2 separate regions of the Mus musculus genome follow, and region 1 is linked to region 2. The links are chromatin contacts, called in public promoter capture Hi-C maps. All regions are on one chromosome and are shown on one strand. Each heading gives the region's core, a stretch centred on a gene start, on an enhancer-like site or on the middle of the called end of the contact. The rest is flanking DNA. Distances are from core to core; before and after follow the strand shown.

What was found. Capture Hi-C pulls out chosen DNA fragments and counts their contacts.
Region 1: a promoter capture Hi-C map of liver shows a contact between it and region 2, with 4 times the contacts expected there. The contact joins the promoter of Snf8 here to the promoter of Ppp1r9b in region 2. A contact is called at or near these places in 1 of 115 datasets of contacts at active chromatin or transcription factors (large pre-B cells) and 1 of 9 other capture datasets (liver).

What each region holds. Positions count from the first base shown.
Region 1 is chr11:96,033,252-96,040,157 of GRCm38.p6, reverse strand. Snf8 (SNF8, ESCRT-II complex subunit, homolog (S. cerevisiae)) reads right to left here and starts at 5,273. Exons shown (of 8, transcript NM_033568.3): 1 at 5,091-5,273; 2 at 4,789-4,839; 3 at 741-879. The coding sequence starts at 5,144.
Region 2 is chr11:94,987,372-94,994,547 of GRCm38.p6, reverse strand. It overlaps Ppp1r9b (protein phosphatase 1, regulatory subunit 9B), which reads right to left and starts at 3,336. Exons shown (of 10, transcript NM_172261.3): 1 at 1,630-3,336. The coding sequence starts at 3,000.

The DNA of each region.
Region 1 (6,906 bases), core at 4,024-6,523, 1.0 Mb before region 2:
CTCGAACTCAGAAATCTGCCTGTCTCTGCCTCCCAAGTGCTGGAATTAAAGGCGTGTGCCACCAAGCCCGGCTATTTTTTATTTGTAAGTACACTGTAGCTGTCTTCAGACACACCAGAAGAGGGCGTCAGATCTCATTACAGATGGTTGTGAGCCACCATGTGGTTGCTGGGAGTTGAATTCAGGACCTCTTTAAGAGGAGTCAGTGCTCTTAACCACTGAGCCATCTCTCCGGCCCCCTAAAAGTAAATCTTTTTTTTTTTTTTTTTTTTTTTTTTTAAAGATTTATTTATTTATTATATGTAAGTACACTGTAGCTGTCTTCAGACACTCCAGAAGAGGGCGTCAGATCTCGTTACGGATGGTTGTGAGCCACCATGTGGTTGCTGGGATTTGAACTTCAGACCTTCGGAAGAGCAGTCGGGTGCTCTTACCCACTGAGCCATCTCACCAGCCCTAAAAGTAAATCTTTAAAATGCATTTCTTTTTCTAATAAGAGGAAAGTCATGAGAAAAGAAAAAGTGTACTAAAGATTGTTCAGGGGAAGATGGTGCCCAGAGACTACAGCCAGCATTCCAGCTCCCCACCTTCCACCTCAGAAGGGCATACACAGTCCGCATAGACGTTCCCTGAACATGTATTCTCCATATTCCCTTGAAGGCCCATCTAGAGATGCCCCACAGAAGGGACGTAACAGGTGAGCTGCTCTACGAGTCTACTCCCCACAGGCAACTCCTTACAGGCCAGGGGATCCACCCCAATGGTTGCACACATGTCTTGGAACTGGACTCGGAACTCAGGATTCTTCCGGATCTCTTGCTTGTGCTTGCTGGCAAATTCTTCTAGGTTGGTCTTGAACATGTCCAGCTGTTTTGACATCTGTTATGAAAGACAAGGGGAGATTAGAGCAACCCAAGTACCATCAGAGGCTAAATATAGGCCCCCAGCCTGGTGGCAGAGAAGCATCCAAAATAACCAATCTCTGGCTGGCAAGATGGCTCAGGGGTAAAGGCACTTGCTATCAAGCCTGACAACCTGAGTTGGATCCCTGGGCCACACAAGGTACAAGGACAGAACCAACTCCTGTAAATTGTTTTCTCACATCTATTATGGCAGGAGCCCAGACATTACACACAAAGAAATGTACCAACAACAAAACAACCAATGTCCTTCTGATCTACCATTACCCTATTTATTCTGTGTTTTCTTTGTGTCTTTGTTCTTATTTTGAGATGGGTTCATGGAGTCCTGTCTGGCTTGAACTCACTATAATAAAGTGGGAGATGACCTTGAACTCCTGATCCTCCTGCCTGTACTTCCCAGGTGCTGAGATTACAGGCATTGGCAAGGGTTCTCAGCTTTGTGCTCTGCCTCCCATCGATGCTCTTATCTATACTCCCAGAACAGTCTTGCTGCAGGCAGAGAGGAGATGATATTGGCTCCTCTGTGTTTGTCTTCACTTGTCCCAGTTCTAATTATCAACATGCACAACAAATGTGCTTTTTCTCTTCTTTCTGGAAAAATTCATTAAACTAAAGGTACAACAATCTATTTTGTCTTTAAAAATGGAAGAATACCCAGGCAGTGGTGGCACACATGCCAGCCCTTGGGAGGCAGAGGCAGGTGTGTCTCTGAGTTTGAGGCCAGGATGATTTACAGAGTGAGTTCCAGGACAGACAGGGCTACACAGAGAAACCCTGTCTCGAAAACAAAACAAAAACAAAAACAAAAAAAACAAAAAAAAAAAAAAAACAAGAGAAGAGAATTATTTCTATTACCTTCCTTTTTCTCTAATTAACAAAAAACTTTTAGGTCACCAAGAGTAATCACTTCTGACCCAGCATCTCTTCATTTGCCACATAAAATCATCAGAAATCTCTATCTACTTTTAATGACTGTACTCAGTTAAGACTGGCATGCTGTTTTCCCTAGAACAAGAGCTTCTTTGTTTTGGTTTTATTGAGTGCTGGGATTAAAGACATGAGCCACCACTGCCTGGCCTTATTTATCTTTTAATATTTATCTTAGCTGTGCATGTTTGAGTATATGTACATGCATCACATGTGTACAGGAACCTGAGGGGATCATAAGGTTTTGCATGCCCTGGAACTGGAATTATAAGCATTTGTGAGGTTCCATGTGGGTGCTGGGAACCAAACCTACGTCCTCTGCAAGAGCAGTAAGCACTCTTAACTGATAAACCATCTCTGCAGTCCCCAAGTAAGTGCTTCTTAAAGCATAATCAGGAGCCAGGGATGTTGGTGCACGCTTTTAATCCCAGCACTTGGGAGATAGAAGCAGGCAGATCTCTAAGTTCAAGGCTGGTCTGCTGTACATAGAGAAACCCTGTCTCAAAAAACAAACTAATTAAAAGCATAATCTAGATGGAAAATGTGGTTAAGAGCTTGGGAGGTTGCAGTGGGAGGATCCAAGTTCAAGGCCACACAACCGGCTCTATGATAAGAATGATAAGATGGGGGCTGGCAAGATAGCTCAGTGGGTAAGAACACCCGACTGCTCTTCCGAAGGTCCTGAGTTCAAATCCCAGCAACCACATGGTGGCTCACAACCACCCATAACAAAATCTGATACCCTCTTCTGGCGTGTCTGAAGACATACAGTATACTTATGTATAATAATAAGTAAAATCTTTTTTAAAAAAATGATAAGATGATGAGATGAAGGAAGGACTAAAGAGATACTAAGTGGCTGGCACTGCTGCCCCTGAGAGGAGCAAGGTCTGCTCCCCAGCAATCACGCACACTAGGTGCTTTACCATGACCTACCGCTCGCTGCAGTGGATCTGACACTCTTTTGGCCTCTGCAGGCTCCTGCATACATGTGTGCACAAGCACACTGACAAACATATAAACAAAATAATTACAATAATAAAATAAATAATTACAATGACATCCTGTCTATTTTTCCTCAGATCAAGAGCCCATTTCAGCCAGGCAGTGGTGGCACATGCCTTTAATCCTAGCACTCGAGAGGCAGAGGCAGGCAGATTTCTGAGTTCGAGTTCGAGGCCAGCCTGGTCCACAGAGTGAGCTCCAGGACAACCAGGGCTATACAGAGAAACCCTGTCTCGAAAAAAAAAAAAAAAAAAAAAGCCCATTTCAAGCCAAAGCCCCTCCTCTTCCTCAGCAACCACAATGCCCAAGCGCATTCAGAGTCCATACACAAAAGGGTGAGGTTAGAGACGGGGCCTGAACCCGTCATTCATCTGCCCTCCTGCATGTTCCCAGGTGCCGAGAGTGACAGGTGCCACAAGTCAGGCCCGTTTTCACCACTGTGAGATACATGAAATAAAAGCCGTAAGCTGGGGTACAGTTGGGGATGGGACACATCCACTGCATGTGCCAGGCCCTGAGTTTGCTACAAAGCACCGTAATAAAGGATGCATGCATGGTCCTTTCATCCCACCACGGGGAGGCAGAGGCAAGTGAATGGCCTACTGAAAGGCCACCCTGTTCAACTCTGCTAGTCCCAAGCAATGAGAGGCAGTAAGAGCCTCTCGAAAAACAAGCAAGAAAAGAAAGAGGCCAGACATGGTGCCAAATGGCTTTATCCTAACATTTGGTAGGCAGAGGCAGGAGGATCTCTGTGAGTTCCAGGCCAACCTGGTCTACATTGTGAGTTCCAGGGCTGCCAGGAGTGCATAGACCCGGTCTCAACAAAACAAATAAAGCAAAATTTCCAAAAAAAAAAAAAAAAAAGGCATCTGTCCAGCAGACTGTTCAACCTTGCACACCACCATTCTTACTATTAATCATTATGCCTAAAGATTATCATTTCAAAGTATCTCTCATAATATTAATAATTTTACTTTCTGTCTCAACTTCTTTGGACATGCCGGTGAATCCCATTGGCTTATGCTTTCCTAATGCAACTGCAATGTTATTAGTAAATAAATATCAGTGGGCTGGAGAGATGGCTCAGCGGGTAAGAGCACTGGCTGCTCTTCCAGAGGTCCTGAGTTCAATTCCCGCACCACGTGGTGGCTCACAACCATCTGTAATGTCATCTTGGTGCCTTCTTCTCGTGTGTCTGAATACAGCAACAATGTACTCACATATATTAAATAAATAAATCTTTTAAAAATAAATAGATAGATATCAGCATTCGTTTTTGTTTTGTTTTTCAAGACAGCACGGTGACTCTTTATAGCCATGGCTATCCTGGAATTCCCTCTGTAGACCAGGCTGGCCTCCAACTCAGAGATCCATCTGTCCCTGCCTTCCCGAGTCCTGGGATTAAAGGCGTGTGCCACCTCTGCCTGGCGAAATGTCAGTACTCTGAGGAAAAATTATCATTTTGGTTTTTAAAGAAAGTTTAAATTTTTGCTGTGTTGAGCACGGCTTCCAGCACTTGTGCATGTCAGGCAAACGCTCTAACGCTGAGGTACATTCCCAGATCACTGGATGAACTTTTTAAATCTAGGTTGACATGGAATTGTAATGAGGATTGAACATGACCATAAGGTTGGGAAGGGTGGCATTTGCTCTGATCAGACTGAGGCTGGACAGGCTGGGAGCCCAGCCTTAGCAGCAAAGTGAGACACCATCTTTAAAAAAAACAAAAAGAGACAATAACCAAATAAAATAAAAAGGGGAAACGCACAAGTCTAATCAGTCAAAAATCTTAGCTAGTATTACTAGCCATTCTCCCTAAATCTGGATTTGCCTGACATCCTATTTTTAGTTCAGTGGAGACGATCTATACCAAAGGTATATTGGCCAGCCCTGGTCCATCTCCCTTCCTGTCTGAAGCCTTTCAGTCACTCACCTGGGCCAGCTGGTCCTCAGCCAGGACAGTCCCTCGCTCCTTATACTTGGCCTGTCAGACAAAAAGACCGGCATGAGTTGTGACAGTGATCGCCAAGGCTCCCATTGCGCTGCCACTGCCTTAGTATTAAAGATATGTCTTATGCAGTGACTTAACCAGCAGCCTCCTGACACTCCAATCACTCCTCCCTGGGCTCCGGAGAAACCTGTCTTCTACAGATTTAGGGGACTAGAACTCCATTCCGGGAGAATTCAGTGTCTCGAGGGCAGAGCAGGCTCCATCCCGGCTTCTTTCGCGCTCACCTCTGCGAGTTTCTTCTTGGCAATGGCGCCAGCTCCCACCCCGCGCCGGTGCATCCCCACCCCGGGCCCGCGGGCCGCCCCGCAGCCCCGACCCCAGCTCTCCGCGTCCCAGGTTCTGTCGCCAGCTCCCAACACGGAAGCCGGGTGCCGTGCGTCATTTGAGCGCGCCGGAAGTCTCGATATTCACTTCCTGCCGCGGAGTCGAGGAGTTTCTTGCAAGGGCCCCAGTCCCCGCCCTAGCTGGGGGCCAATTTCCAGGAAGTCCAGACGACATCGCAAACGCTAACCCCATGTCCTATTTTAATTCCCCATGCATCCTACCAAGGTGGGCTCCTGGAGAGCGACAGATGCTTCAGGGACATGACCAAGAGCTGTGTTGGCCATGGAAGGTGCCATTTTTTTTTTTTTTTTAGCAAGGGTCTCTCCATAACCATGGTTGGTTGGTCTGGAACTATGCAAGCCAAGCTCACTTCGAATTCAGAGTTCTCCTGCCTTTACCTCCAAATGTTGGGATTAAATGCATGAGCCACCAAACTCATGGGTGCTACCTTGAGCAAAAACCGAGAATAAAACGAAACCTTAGATTAACAAAAAAAAAAAGGCGGCAGCATCTGATAGTTTTGTGCCACGCACTGCACAACTTGCCTTGTTCTATACTTGTTCAAAACCCTCAAGTTCGTGAGTTGGTATTGTATTTCACAAGGGATTCGGGAATCTGCCTTAAATTACTTAACGTCATGAAATAGGACTAGCTATGAGTCAGACAGTCTGACTCAAATTTGGGTTTTTTGGAGGGGGCGGAGTGGGCTAGGGGGAGACAGAGTTTCTCAATGTAGCCTTGGCAGTCCTAGAATTCACTTGCTCTGTAGACCACACTGGCCTTGAATTCAGAGATCTTCCCCATCTTGAGCCACCATACCTGGCCCTTAGCTGTAAAATCTTAACCCAACTCAAGAATTTCTGCAGAGGAATTCAATAGGTAAGTTTGATCAAGTCAGGGTTTGTTTATTCCACCTAGCAGACAGGCTTACTGCATGAACTTCTAAATTTCTCCCTAACACAGGCAGTGTTGTGCCTAGTAAGAGCTAGTGGTGAGGTTTTAAATACAATCGTTATGATTAAAAACGATGTTTATAGACAGTCTTTTACAGTGGCTGGCTAGGAGGAAATACATTACACAAACGAAGGGAGGAAAACATGTAACTCTGTTTGAGACTTTGACACTCTCATCAGATATTCAAGATGCCACAAATGTAAATCCAAACTTTTCCTTTGCCTTCTTTTTTTTTTTTTAAGATTTATTTATGCCGGGCAGTGTCGGCAAATGCCTTTAATCTCAGCACTTGGAAGGCAGAGGCAGGCTGATTTCTGAGTTCGAGGCCAGTCTGGTCTACAGAGTGAGTTCCAGGACAGCCAGGTCTACACAGAGAAACCCTGTCTCGAAAAAAAAAAAAAAAAAAAAAAGAAGAAGCCGGGCGGTGGTGGCACACACCTTTAATCCCAGAGAAACCCTGTCTCAGAAAAAAAAAAGAAAAAGGAAAAGGAAAAAAAAAAGAAATTCAGAAGTCTTAAAAAAAATGTAAATGTTTTTAAATTGTATTTTTATGTATGTTTTGTCAGTGTGGATGTACATCACTTGTATGCAGTGCTCTTAGATGCCAGAAGAGGGCATCAGATCTCTTGGGACCAGATATATAAACAGTTGTAAAGTGTCTTGTCCATGCTGGGAATTGAACCCCAGATCCTTTGCAAAAACAGTCAGTGCTCTTTACCACTAAGCCATCCCTCCAGCCACCCCACCCCATAAATATACATA
Region 2 (7,176 bases), core at 2,087-4,586:
TAGCCAGGCTGAGGAGGCTAAAAGCCCCAGTAAGGCCAAAAGTCAGACACGTGGGGCATCTGCACTGCTCTGGCTTTCACGCTAGTGGCCGGCTTGCTCCAGAGTCACCAGGGAGTCCGGAGCACTGCTCCAAATCATGTGCTATTTTTTACCAAAAAAATCAGGGTAAGGCGTCAGATATAGACAGAGGCCCAGACCACATTCTCTCTCCATGAGGGCATGGGGCTGCTCACAAACCCCATGGGGATTGGACAACTGCCTCTGACACCCTCCCACCAGCCTCCACTCCTTCCTGGATCCCACTGCCTTCAAGGGGAACAGGGCATGGAAGAGTCTTCCAAACCCCAGAGCAGGGAGGGAAGAAAGGCTGGCCACCCTTAACCTCCTGGACCTCTACTGGCCTGGGGGGAAAGGAGGAGGTGGAGAGTGAGAGAAACTTGGGCAGCTTTGGTGTCCAGGAGTAACAAACACAATGGGGTTTGGCTTCAGAGGGCAAGGAGGAAGGAGCAGGGTCGAGGCCAACGAAAGTCCTTGGTGCTGTATGCTCCCCCAGGGACAGGCCAGGTGCTAGGCTCCATAGAGCTTGGGTAGGGAAGAAAAGACCATCCAAGCTGGACGTGCCAGCTGGGCTCACAGGGCAGGGGGGAATGGGAGTGGTCTCCTGAGCTTAATTCTCCCCAGGGGACATCTTTTCTCTACCACCACTACTCAGAGGATCTCAAAGCACTGGCTGGCACAGTTCACAAACCAATCTTCAATAGTGGTGCTAGAGAAAGGGGGAGAGGGGCTGAACAAGCAAGCCCCCAGCCTCTTTTAAAGTCCATAGAGAATATGGAAGGCTATAGGCATGAAAAGCCTGCCCAGGCACCTTAGGGGAACTTCCAAACTCACCCCCCTCTTCCTGTAGGGCCTGCTCCTTCAGGGACCATATAAGATGCCCCTTTCCTGGATGCAACCCTGGATATGGGAAGCTGGCCCAGCACAGACTTAAGGAGTAGGGTTCTTTCTCCCAGCCCCAGTCACATGGCCTTGGTCCAGCTCACCCTAGAAGACTGCTTCCTTCTTTCACTTCTGCAAAGTGGGAGTGGGAGTACTAGCAGGGAAGAGGGTCAGCCTTCCACTGTATCTTTGTTTGGGGAAGTTCCTAGCTCCCCTCTGTCACCCCAGACAGAGCCAAGCCTCACACATCCAGAAGCAGGAAGCGTCCCTAAGCTCCCCACCTTTCTCTTCCTGACAGCACATGTGTAGGAACAGTATCCCCAGGACATGTCCCACACCCCTTCAGGGCAGCCAAGTCCCAGCCTCTGGCAGCTTCTGGAAGAAAGAATGTCTGGGGGAGGAAGAGAGAGCAGGTGTCCCAGAGTAGGCGTGGAGTAGGGAGGGATGCTGGGCGGGGTTAGGAACCTGAGGGCAGGTCGCAGCAGGCTACCTTCACAATCACAGACCTGAAAACCTTCCCACTCTGACAAACAGCTGGAAGTTCCCCCACGCCTCCCTCATTGTGGGAACTTCTGGGAACCCGGCTGGGTGGCAGGGGCTGACTCAGCCTGCCAAACACGGATGTCTGGGCGGGAGCGACCACACGCACGTGGCAAGGGCAGCTCGGGGGGCCCAAGGGGGGTCACTCACTTGGATCGGTGCGGTGCTGAAATGGATCTTCCGGCTCGGGGCCGGGTCCTCTTCCTCTGAGAGCCCGGGAATCTCCACACACCCTGACTCCGGCTCATAGGGGGGCTCCCCGTCCTCTTCGTCTTCTTCATCGTCCTCCTCCAGGGCACTGCCCCCAGAGTCCTCCCCGAGTCCACTGTAGGCGCTCACATCCACCAAGTCCGCTTCCGAGAAGTCCTCCTTCTTGGATTCATCCACCTCCTCAGGTGCCATGTCCGGGGCCCGGCCATTGTCCACCCCCCTCTCTAGCGTCGCCACTGACGCCGCCGCCTCCTCCTCGGGGACCGCTTCGGCCTTGGGTTCCTCGGGTGCAGGGCTGGCTGTGGTGGCCGGGGTGCTGCCATTCTCCAAGGCTGCATGGACCGTCACCTCGGCCTGGATCACTTCCCCGGGAGCCGACTCGGCCTCAGACTCCCCACTTTCTTCAACCTCCACCGGCTTGATCTTGCGCACCTCCCGCGGCTTAGGCGGAGGTCGGGCAGGGGCCACCCGGTGCTGTGGGGGCTGCTGCCCTCCGGGGCCACGCTCCTTCTCGGTCGCGCCATCCCCCGACGGGGCGGGAGGCGGCGGCGGTGGCTGGAACACCCGGGACCGCTTAGTGACCAGCTTCGAGTTGACCTGGGGCGCCCCGGCTGCCCGAGGGGGGCCGGGTGCACGGTGAAGGCCGGTCCTCGAGTCGGCTTTCTCGAAGACCGCACTGAGCTGGCTGACCGTCGGCGACACGGCGTCAGCATCCAGCTTGTCCAGCGCCTCGGTGCTGCCGTTAAAGCGCACCACGACGTCCAGCTTCCGGTCCTGCAGGCCGGCGCGCTCCTGCCTCAGCAGCCGCCGCGCCACGGCCTCCTTGTCGCCACCCGAGGCCGCGGGGACGCTCCGTTCGAACAGCTTCCGCGTCTCCTGCAGCCGGGACGGCGGGTGCGGCGGAGGAGCGGGCTGCGCCGAGGGCGCGGGCTTGGAGTCGAAGCGGCTCACGCGCTCCGACACACTGGTGCCCAGCTTGAGCAGGGCACTGTGGTCTACGTTCTCGTTCAGGCTGCTGGCCCGCGGCAGGGACAGGCGCACCCCGCGATCGGACGCCCGTGGGGCCTCGGCCATGCCTGCGCCTCCGCCTGCCTCACCCGGCGGCCCCGCGGTGGTGCCCATCTGCAGGAACATACTTTTGATGCGGTGGACGTTGGAGCCATATTTCTTATGGTGGGCCGCCTTGGGTGCCTCGTCGGGCCCGGGTGCATCGGGAGGCTTTAGTGCCTGGATGCCCGCTTCGTAGGCGCTGCGGTGCGGGGAGGCGCTCCGGAGGGGACCCCCGGGCCCCCGAGGCTCCGTCTTCATCATGGTTGGGGGAGCCGGGTTCGCATCCCCCTGCTCCCCGCTGCCCCCCTCCAGCAGGCGGCTGGCCAAGTCGGGACCACCGCCCCCTCCCCCCAAAGAAAGAAATCCCGAAAGGCCTTCTATAGAGTCCCCCAGAAACCAAGCTGCCAAAAAACAGTTAACCCTGCTTTAAAAAAAAAAAATCTCCGAGCGCCCTGTGTGGGTCGCCTCCCCCAACCAAGCTGCCAAAGACAGCCAGCCCCCTTCGAAAGCTCTAGCGGCCTGGTGCGGTCGCCCCCACCCAAATTGAAGAAGCGGAGGCTGGCTGGAGCTGCTGGGACCGCGCGCCCAGCCCGCGAAGCAGCGGCCACGGCACCGGCTCACATCCTCCGAGGCGGTGTCAGCGGCGCTGGCGGCGCAGGCGCCCCCTACTCCGGCCGGGGGCCTTGGCTCTCGGGGTGCCCGGCATCCCCGCGCCCGTGGCTGCTCCGCTGACCCGGGCCGCTCCGCCGCGCCTCCCTCCCTCCCTCCCTCCCCCCCGCGCCCCGAGCCTCGGTCTTTCTCTAGCTCTGCCCGAACCGCGGCTGCCGGAGACCGAGCGGCTGCCCTTCTCGCCGCCGCCGCTGGGGGACTGGTACCACTGGGTCCTAAAGGGATCGGATTTCCGGGGCCGGAGCCTGTGAGCCCTCCCCTTCCCTTCCACCCTGTCGCCTGGTCTCTCCTACTCATAGTTGGCGGACAGCCTTCCGCAGCTTCACCGACCTTGGCTATTCTTCTTCAGCCCTCCCATCCCAAACTCGGCTTTTCACAATCCACTTAGGCGTCCCCTCATTTAACCCTGGGGGCGGGGAGCCATCCAGCCACAGCAGGAACTGGCCTTCTCCTCCCACAAAGTGAAGGGGTTCTGTGGGGAGGGCCCTTAATCATTTCTCTAAAGGTCCTTAGAGTGTTCAGGGGTACCAGCAACAAAACTTTTGGGTGCTAGATCAAAGTACATAATTTCTAGCTCCTTCCCAAAGGTGAAGGGGAATCTCAGAGGCGGAACCTGGGATTCTTCATTTTAACAATTCCCCATAGGAATTTTTTTTTTTTCATCTTTCAGAATGTAAAACTTGGGCCCAGCAATCTTTGTGGTGCTCTGTCCGGAGGAGAAATGAAGAAAGGGACAGGGTTGGGGGTTACATCACCCATATGGCAGGAGATTACCAAAGATGCTTTTTTGCCTTGGGAAGTCTTAAAATGACGTTGTTCACCTACCCCTTTGGGGAGAGGTATAGAATCCTGGCCTTCATAACCTGCCAGAAAAGATCTCTGAAACAGGAAGGTTTGTAAGGTGTTGGGGGAGGTTGGAAGGAATGATTCTAGAGTCCCAGGGCTAAAGTTTCCCTATTGAGAGTTCTACGTTGGGTCTCAGACTTAGAGGATTCTGGTCACTTGTGTGCAAGCGTGTTTGTGTGTGTGTGTACCCTACAAATCCCACCTTGAAAACTCAGCTTCTTTAGAGCTCCTTCATTCCTCACATACACAACAAGGGGCCTTGTTATGCCCGTTATCCTTCCCCAATCTAGCAGTGAGGATCCGTCCAATATTCAGTCAGGTCTAGATGTGTAGCTCCTCCAGTCGTTGGTAGATTCCCAGGAACTGAACAGGGTGGACACTAGGACCCAGAAAACAACTCAGGCACAAAGCCTCCCCCCTCTCCCCAGCTGCTTCCTGCATCTCAGGCCTTCCTGCGGCCTCTGCCTCCTCCCCCGCCCTCTTCCCCTCCATCCTCTTCCTCCTCTTCCCGTTTTCTCACTCTCTCCGGTTGGCCTGGCCCAGCTCATAGAGGGAACCCTCTACCCTTCCGTTCTCCGTGTGTGGGTTTTGTGGGACACTAACCCATGGCACGTGCGAAAGAGCTCTGTGCATGGGGGGGATGGGACGTGGGGAAACCGCCTGGGAACCCTGAAGATTGGGATGGGGAGGAGCCAAGAACCACTGGACTGGCTCCCTAGAGTAGTGTGCCAGGAGAGGGAAGATTTTTTGGCTCTCATCTGGAGCCGGAGATGAACCCAAATCTCAGGCTTTCGGATGCCCCCTGCATTTTTGCACAGTGGGCAGGAGACTTACCCCTCCCCAGTTCTGCGTTTGGGGATCTGTGCAGGGTAAAGAAGCCATCCAGGTTCCGTCTCCCCTCCTGACCCATCTTTCATGAACAAGCTTTAGGACATGTTCTCAAATTCAAGTCTGGGGCTTGAGCCCTTCACCCTAACCCGGCTACGGCAGTCAGTGGCTTGTTTTTTGAGAAAGGGCCTGCAGTATCCTGTGCTGGCTTCGAACTAAATACTTAGTCAAGGATGACCTTGAACTTTTCTGATCCAACTGCCGCCACCTCCTGAGTGCTGGAATTACAGGCTTGAGCAGTTACTCCAACCGAGGGCTTCCTTCTTGCTCAGCAAGCATTTTAGCAACTGTTTTACATCCCCAGCTCCCTCTGCAGTGGTTGGGCGATGCCCTTCTGCTCACCCCATTGCCAGTTGGGAATCTGAGCAGTGTTCTTAGAGTTCCTCTGTGGACTTGGTGGAGGGCCCAGGGCCCTGGGTGTTCTGCCCAGAATCTCCCACACCCTTTGTGGTGAGTCATTTTTCACTGGCCCCAGCCCAAGGGGTCTGTACCCACACTCCTGGCCAGGTGGGAGGAGGGGTTGGGAACCAGCTGTTAGTCCCTTTCCCAACACCCTTGGCAGAAATTTAGGATGGACTGGATTTAAAGGTACCCTCAGGTCTCCCTTGTTCAGTGATTTCTCAGAGTAAAACTCCTTTAAGGGCTTTGGGATGTGAGAAAGTACGGTGAGTGTGGAGCTTGGGTGGCTGCCGCTAATGAGTGGAGATTATTTTTTCCTGGGCTCCTAGATGGAGCTGAGCAGCACCCAAGCCGGAACTTCTGAAGAAGCGTTTAAGGGAGCTGAGTGGTAACCGCTTTAACCATCACTCTTTCCTTGGAATCAGGCACGACCCAATCTGCCTAAGAGATGGGTGGGGCACGGGGTGTCACCTCCATCCTGTCCCTGCCTGTCTGAGGTAAACTTTCATTCCTCGGGCTGTAAGTTCACTGATTCTTGACTGTTTAGCATCTCAGGATAATTTGAACCTTCTGGTTTCCCCGGGGGCCCAGGTAGAGGAAATCTGTTGATGCCATCGCCAATGTACCTGGTGGTCTTGGGATGGAACTTTCTGCCATTCCTTTGTCCCGTATAGAGAGGAGAGGGGAGTGGTCCCCAAAGTCGGGCCAGGATCTTGGCTATACCACTTATTATCTGGGTGACCTGGCAGAAGTCGTGTATCTCCTCAGTGCTTCCAGGGGATAAACTGAGGCCTGCGAGAGGTGCCAGCAGCCCAGAAACGTATGACCCTGTGTAGAGGAAGGAGAAGTCTCCCGGGCAATGGCTAAGAAATAGAAACTGCAACAGGCAATGATTATCCGCCCTCTCCCGGCCTGAACGCCCTTGTTTCTCAGGATGGCCCCTCTCAGAAGGCGCTCTTTGATGACATGCCTGGAGGCTTGCCTGCTTTAAATGGCAGGTGTAACAGCAAAGATGCTGATGAAGATGGGTGGAGAGAGTCTGATGTGCGATAAGTCCCAGCCTTCAGCACCCTGGGCTCAGGCATGGGCTGGGTGCCAAGGCTGACTGCTCTTCCCAGCCCTGGGCCTTTGAGAGAACTTCTGAAAGCAGTTTTTGTTTGTTTGTTTGTTTGTTTCCTGGCCACTGTGAAGACTCTGATCTAGATCCTGCCCTCTGGCTGTTCTATGGCTCCTCAATAATGTTCACCCCAGTTCTTCCCCTTTGTTGCCTAGGGCCTTGAGCTAGTTCTGGGATCCACGGTGAAGCTATGCTTGTGTACCCACATTTCCAAATAGGAGAGCTCACCCAGCACCCAGCGTGGTGGTGCCGGGGTGGGGTGGTGGTGAGGAGTTAGAGTCCCTGGGAACAGGAAGGAGTGAGCAACACCGGCTCACACAAGTCCCAGCTAGGGTTCTGCAGGTCTGAATTGAGTCCTAGCTCCTCCCATTTGCTCCATGACCTTGGGCTAGTTATTTTGGATTCCTCAGTTCCTAACACGTTCAACCTGAATGTCTGAAATCTTCTGACCATGGATGACCCTGGGTGTCTCCTACTTCCTGTGAGGCACAGGCTGGAACGGGGCTTTGAAATCAGGC